Regions from separate parts of the Gossypium hirsutum genome. Here region 1 is linked to region 2. Evidence: chromatin contacts called from public Hi-C data. All regions are on one chromosome and are shown on one strand. Each heading gives the region's core, a stretch centred on a gene start, on an enhancer-like site or on the middle of the called end of the contact. The rest is flanking DNA. Distances are from core to core; before and after follow the strand shown.

The links. Hi-C and Micro-C count contacts between places; a contact is called where the count stands out from the background.
Region 1: a contact with region 2 is called in a Hi-C map of leaf, with 1.9 times the contacts expected there. The contact joins the promoter of LOC107948465 here to the promoter of LOC107948251 in region 2. A contact is called at or near these places in 2 of 34 Hi-C or Micro-C datasets (leaf and seedling).

Annotation. Positions count from the first base shown.
Region 1 is chrA04:49,493,330-49,496,725 of Gossypium_hirsutum_v2.1, forward strand. LOC107948465 (cytochrome P450 94C1) reads right to left here and starts at 1,532. Exons shown (of 1, transcript XM_016883023.2): 1 at 1-1,532. The coding sequence starts at 1,211.
Region 2 is chrA04:48,963,945-48,967,380 of Gossypium_hirsutum_v2.1, forward strand. It overlaps LOC107948251 (serine/threonine-protein kinase D6PKL1), which reads right to left and starts at 2,052. Exons shown (of 3, transcript XM_016882736.2): 1 at 1,863-2,052; 2 at 1-1,078. The coding sequence starts at 902.

The DNA of each region.
Region 1 (3,396 bases), core at 282-2,781, 530 kb after region 2:
ATCCGTCCCATGGCGTAAGGATGGTACGTAACCCTGGTTCCTCTCTTTAACAACGACCCATCCGGTAATACGTCGTCGGCTTGGCAGAACTTGGAATCGAATTGAATTGGAGGGTACAGTCTCATGCTCTCATACACTGTTGCTTGTAGATAGTGGAGGTCTTCCATTTGTTCCAAGCTTGTAAGCTCCTGGTTTTCTCCAATCACTTGATTTGCCTCTTGTCTAATCGCTGAAACCACGTTTGGATGCTTTGCGAGTAGCCAAAACAAGCTAGTTAAACCTGATGCAACCGTGTCACGGCCTGCCAATAAAAAGCTTATAACAATGTCTCTCAAGTATGTTTCGTCGTTTGTGGTAGATATGAAACGGGAGAGAAGATCGTTGCTGGTTGAAAACCCCATCTTCCGCCTTTGCCTTATGACTTCTTTGGCTAAAATATCCACAATCTTGATAGCCTTTTTTAATTCCTTTTCGCTGCCTAAATTCAACATCCTTTTCATCTTCCATACCAGCGGGGAAGCAGTCATGGCTCTCTCGGCTGACAACTTTGAGGCTAAATCAAAGGCCGTAGCGAATTCAGACATGGGCAGGGAAAACTGTAGGCATCTAGGGTCGACCCCGAAGGAGAAGCGGCATATACTGTCGAACGAAAACCTTCGAAACACGTCTTGTAAATCCAAGACACGGCGTTCTTTCCCGGTTGCAATGGATGATAACAGCGGTATAAGCCTGTCTTTGATCTCCAAGTTGATAACATCGAATGCGTAGCATCGTATCGAGAGCTTGCCCAGCTCCAAGCTTGCCATCTTCTTTTGAAACCTCCAGGAGTCACCGTCTACGTTGAATATGCCACGGCCGAGGAAGTCACCCAAGATCATGGAGAAAGGTTTCCCTTTTGGGAAATTGTCGAATCTGGTTTTGAGTATGTATTCGACGTTGGCGGGATTGGCTGTTATGGTGTTGCCAAGGACATGGATGTGGATGGTTTTGCCTGGCGAATATTTGAGCAAGTGAGTGTACCAATCACAGAGATTGTCGAATTGTTTGGACCAACTCATAGTGAGATAAGCAGCGCATATCTCACAGTTGCACCACAGCTTTGGTCTAACAACACAAAACAGGAGACAAAAAAGTGAAATCAAGAGGGTGAAAGTGACGAGAAAGAAGCAAAAAGAAGCATGGAGAAGTTGAAAGAAAGGTTGAAGATCCATGGGAGATGATGAATACAAAAGAAGAAATTAGGGGAGAAGGGACAAGGAGACAAGGGGGGAGCGGTATTGAGATTCTGAAAATTTTATGTTAAACAGATTGTCTTCTCAATGTACGAAGACAAGAAATAACAATATATATATTCTTAAACATATGAAATTGAAAGGGAAAAAATAATGAAAAACCCCTTGTGGCCTAAAGAACGATGTCAGTAGGCAGTGGCATCTGTGACTGGCAGTAGTGTAATTTGTAAACAATCAACCCACGTGCTTTTATTCTTATTGTAATATTAAACTATTGATTAATAAAAAATCAGAAATAATTTATAAAGAAATACCAGATTCCAGAGAATATTTAGTAATGGTATCTTTGTTACTATAGTTTTCCTTTTCTGAAACTTGCTACTGTAGTTTATCTATACTTATAAATTTATAGAAGTAATTGAAAATTGAGAGAATACGATTACGCGGCCAAAAGAAACGTACAAAATGGTTTAACCCATTTAGGCATTAATTCCTTTAAATAAATCATGCCTACTATTTTTTAAAAAAGAAATGCGAATTCTGAAATAAGTTAATTTGCACTCTGATAATTCAATATCTTAATTGATGTTCACACCAAGCTTAGTACAAGGCAATTAAAGGAAGCTATAAGAGAATGAGGCAAGGAAGCAATAAGAGAATAAGGTAAGGAGAGAGATAGATGTCCAAATTTTTTTAACACACTCTAAGAAACAATCCTACTTTGCGGAGTTTTATTTAGTGAGTTCTTTTCTCAATAATTGATTGGAAACTTCCTGACTAAAACTCAATCTATTATTACACAAAAATCAATTGTAATTTCAATAGATATTCTTGACTTGTTACAATCACTAACCCAAATAATCTTACCTACAATAGATTTCAATTCTCCAATAAGTCCTATAAAAAAAGTGCAAGATAAAACACAAACTACCAGCAATTACACAAGTAAATAGAGCAAAAATCACTTAACTAAATATGCATCGACACAAGCAAATGTGTTGCCTATTTGTAAGCAAAATATGACGGTCTTCCGAAGTAACTCTTATTAGAAAAAATAACCATTTGAATTGAAGTATTATTTAAGATAAAACCTTGCATTTTTTAATTTAAAATGGTCTTCAATTCCAAGTAAAACAGGTAGCTGTCCCCAAGTAAAAGAAACAAATAGATAAGGATAAGGCTTTGAAATGGGATTTATGATCCTTCCTCCTCCACCACCCCTCCCAAATTCGATTAGCAACATAAAGGATAGATTAAAACATGGCTTGAGGTTCGTTTGCTGAATGTGGAACACATCATGAAGATTAAAGTAAAAAATTGTCAACCATGAACTACACATGAGTTATCCAGCACAGGTGCCCAAACTGTTGTCCAAATAAATTTTCGAACAATACATGAAACAAGGTGTTCCAACGGATAGTCCAAAAAAGTGTTCGAACAACAAATGTAACTTTAGAGTTTTTGATAGTTAGGAGTCAACCCACTCATTAAATAATAAATAATTATTTTCCTTGAGATATATGACTACTAGTTTATATATTTTTGCAATTCAGGGGTTAATTGCATGTATAGATTAAGAAATGATTGAAAATTTTATAATAAATATTAAAAGAAAAGTTTATAAATACAATTACGAAGGCATTTGTAAGTAGTAGTAGCAAAATAGTAGTTTAAGGTTAAAAAAAACAAAATAATAGTTTAAATCATATATGTAATAATTGTTATAATGATTTGTTACTTTTATATAATTTCATATATGTTATGGAATAAAGAGAAATAAAAAGAGTAAAGAATAAAAAATAAAGAAAAAATGAGAGAAAACAAAAATGCATTTTATAGAGATATTTTTAATACTTTTTTAAATTATATATTTATAGACATAAAAAGTATACATGGTAAAAAAATTTAGTATACATAAACATTAATTTCATTATGTATATCAAACTTATCTTGATTTTGATGAACATCCACTTTATAATAAAATATTTATAACACTTCCTCGTGGATGTTCGTTGGTAGATAATGTGTTTCATTTAAAACTTTACTAAGATAAAAATCCTGAGGGAAAAAAATTTCTTAGTGTTTATAATACGCATAACATACCGCCTCATTAAAAACATTACCAGGAAAACTAGTGGGTGTAAACTCAAAATTATATAAGATT
Region 2 (3,436 bases), core at 802-3,301:
AAGCTGGATGAAGGAACAGCATGCAACCTGCCTTTCCGTCCCGACTTTGGCACAGGTGATCTTTTTGGTACCTTGGTTGAAGCAGGCACGGTACTCTCAGGTTCTAATGTATTATCATCAGCATAAGAACATGATGGAGAAGATGCAGAAGTATGCTTTTCTTTCCGACGCATCTCTGCCTTTGGTGCTGGAGTTCCAACTTTTCTGGATGTAGAACTATCAGTTTGAGTTGATGTAGAAGTTCCAGTGCTAATTTGCATTGTTGCACGAGGAAACTGTGGTGAAGAATTAGAACTTTGGCTCATCAACTTATTCTTAGGAGCTTGACGTGGGGCAGCCATCATCCTAGAAGAAGTCGGTTTGTCATCTTCAGGCACAAAAGATATTTCAACCATGCTCCCCTTATGTTCATTTCCTGGAACACCAGGGTCAACTACAACTGGATTGAACGAACTCTTTACCCTTCCAGCTTCAGAGGCGCCAGGGGAACTAATTGACATTGACAACCATTTCATAGCAGCCATTTCCGATGCTTTAGAAATACAAAGATCCCTTAATGCCTGTTTCAATGACAACGGCTCTGAACCACCAATTCTCGGGGAGTGGGGTATCCCCACAGCAATTGGTTTCTTCAAAGCATTTTTCTTTAAAGAAATCGAGCTAGTACCTCCTTGGTACGAAACACTTAAACCTGTAGGACCTTTGACATTGATAGCCTCAAAAAGCTGGTTAATATCATTTTCTAGAGAATTCTTGCATCCCAGTTTCTGCACAGGTGGCTTCTGATCCTTTTCACCAATGCCCAATCCTATGTGCGGTCGGTATGTCCGTCTAGAACGTTGTACCGGTTTTAGCTCTTCACCTGCTTCAACAATTTCAAAAGAACCAGAATATGAACCCATCTTAACTGTTACACTGGCACTAACTTTTCTCAGCTGTATCTTCAAAGTTTTATTATACCCTCAAAAATTATACTAATTCATGTTTCCGCATAAACCAACTTTAACGATCCAAATGCGTGCAAACTTGTGAGCATGCTTTAAGCAAATCGATTTTAAAGCTCCTATATTCCGAGAACCTAAACACAATCACCAAATGGAAACAGTTAAAACCAGAAGTATCAAAGAAAGGTCATGTCAAAAACTATTATGATATATCAATATATATAAGGGTTATAGATATCAAACCACAAATAAATCACATCAAAATGACTGCCAAAAGATTTTCAAAAATGGAAAATCTTCGATATGCTAGCACCAATCACAATTCACAAGTACCCCAGAGATATCATGATGCTTTAGCATAAAAAGACTGAACTGTGAACCTAATCAAATCAGCTAACTAATGAAAATCACTACTGCTACAATGGCGCTTTCCACGCTTTTAATGTATCATAGCCAATTCATACGCAACACTTGTTAGATTTAAACTTTAAAAAATTAGCAAAGAAAATGATAGCCAAACATAAATTTTAAACTCTACTTTTTCACATATTTTTTCATTATTTTTCTTTCTTTCAGATGTAATAGATCAGAAGTAGAAAATGAAGACAAATCCAAGCTGCAAAGTAAGCTTTGTTCCATTTCTAGCTTTAACAAAAAAGAAGACCACTACGGATCCAGCTACCATATGAAACACAAACACTCTTTTAACTGCCAACCATAGCCCAACCCCCTCCAAAGGAAAAAAGAAAAAAAAAGCAGAAAATCAAGACAAAACCCAGAAACAGGATAGTCCAACATCCTTAAATGTCATTGCATGTATTAAATCCAACCCCAAGAAAAAAAAACAAAGATTCAACCCCCCCCCTCCCCAGCAACAGACAAAAAGCCAAAACTTGAATCCATAGAAAAAGACAGTACCTTAGGAAAGGAGAGAGAAGTGAAAACAATGAGGAACAGGTTCTGGAACTAAAATGTTGACATGAGAAAGTATACAAACAGTTGTTTAGGAATTGGAAACCCTACACCAAAAATGCAAGAACCTAAAGAGAGGCTTTGAGGAGGAAGAAGCAGAAGAGAGAGAAAGAGTAAGAGCACCAAAATAGAGAAATAGAAAACATTAGTTTTATTATTTTACGTTGGGGCTCTGATTATTTTGAAGGATGGAAGTGGGCCCACCATGTATTAAAGTGGGTCTCACGTAGTCGGCAATAGGGAACGGTAGATGTACTCACTGCCTAGGCGATCATACTTCAAAAAGTCATTTAACAAGGGAAATATTTTGTAAAGTTATGCATTTAGTTTTTTATTTTAATTTGATTATTTTTAATTATATTTTTTAAAATTTTAAAATTTTAATTTTGATATAAATAAGAGCACTTTAAAATATTTAGTTAAATTAATTAATATTATTATACCATGCTTATACTTGCATATTTAGTCTATATTTTCTTGAAATTTTAGTATTGTTGCAAATGATAATCATTAATCAGTTACTAAATATGCTCATAAGCCAGGCCAGGCCGGGCCGGGCTCAACTAAAAACTTAGGTCCATTTATTAGGCTCGGGCCTAAAAATGGGCCTAAAATTTTATCCAAGTCCGACCTAGATAAAAATGCTAAAACCCAGGCTCGACCTACTCGTATTAATTTTTTATATAATTTTTAAATACATATAATATATCAAAAATACTAAAAACATCAAAATAAATATTTCCTAACAAATTGAAAATAAATTTTAAAAAATATGTAAACTTAATTGACACTAAGATAAATACAACTTAACAAGTAAATGCCTCTAAAATAATAACAAAATTAGCAAATATCTTTAAAATAATAATAAAATTAACAATAAAATAATTTTTATACAATATCAAACAATAACAACAAAACAGTAACAATATAATAATAAAATGGTAGCAAAATAGGAAGAAAACAATAAGAAAATAACATTAAAAAAAAGAGCAAATTTTTTTTGTCCTTTAGTAAATTCGAGCAGAGCCGAGCTGGGTCGGGCTAAGGCCAAAAATGTCTTACCCGAGGCTTGGCTCATTTTTTAAACGAACCTTATTTTTTTATTCAAACTCATTTTTCGGGCCTAAATTTTTGCCCAAACCTCCCACATTTCGGGCGGGCCTTTGGGCCGGCCCGAGTGGCCCTACCTATGATCAGGTCTATCAGTTATCATAATATTGCACATGTGACAATATATTTATTGTATCAAATTTTAAAAATAATATAACTTAATAATTTTAACAATTATCGTTTGATGAAAATTAAAATTTTAAATTTTAAAAATATATAAAAAATAAAAAGTGGCAATATTAAATTCATAATTTTGGCAAAATAAAAGGATTGAATAGCACAACTTAATCTATTGGTAATATTGAAATATTGAGTGTTTAAGATTGAATATTATTTTTTTAACGTTATGTATAAAATCGATACGATTGTGTTTACACATCTTTTCAAAAAATAAATAAATTTATTTTAAA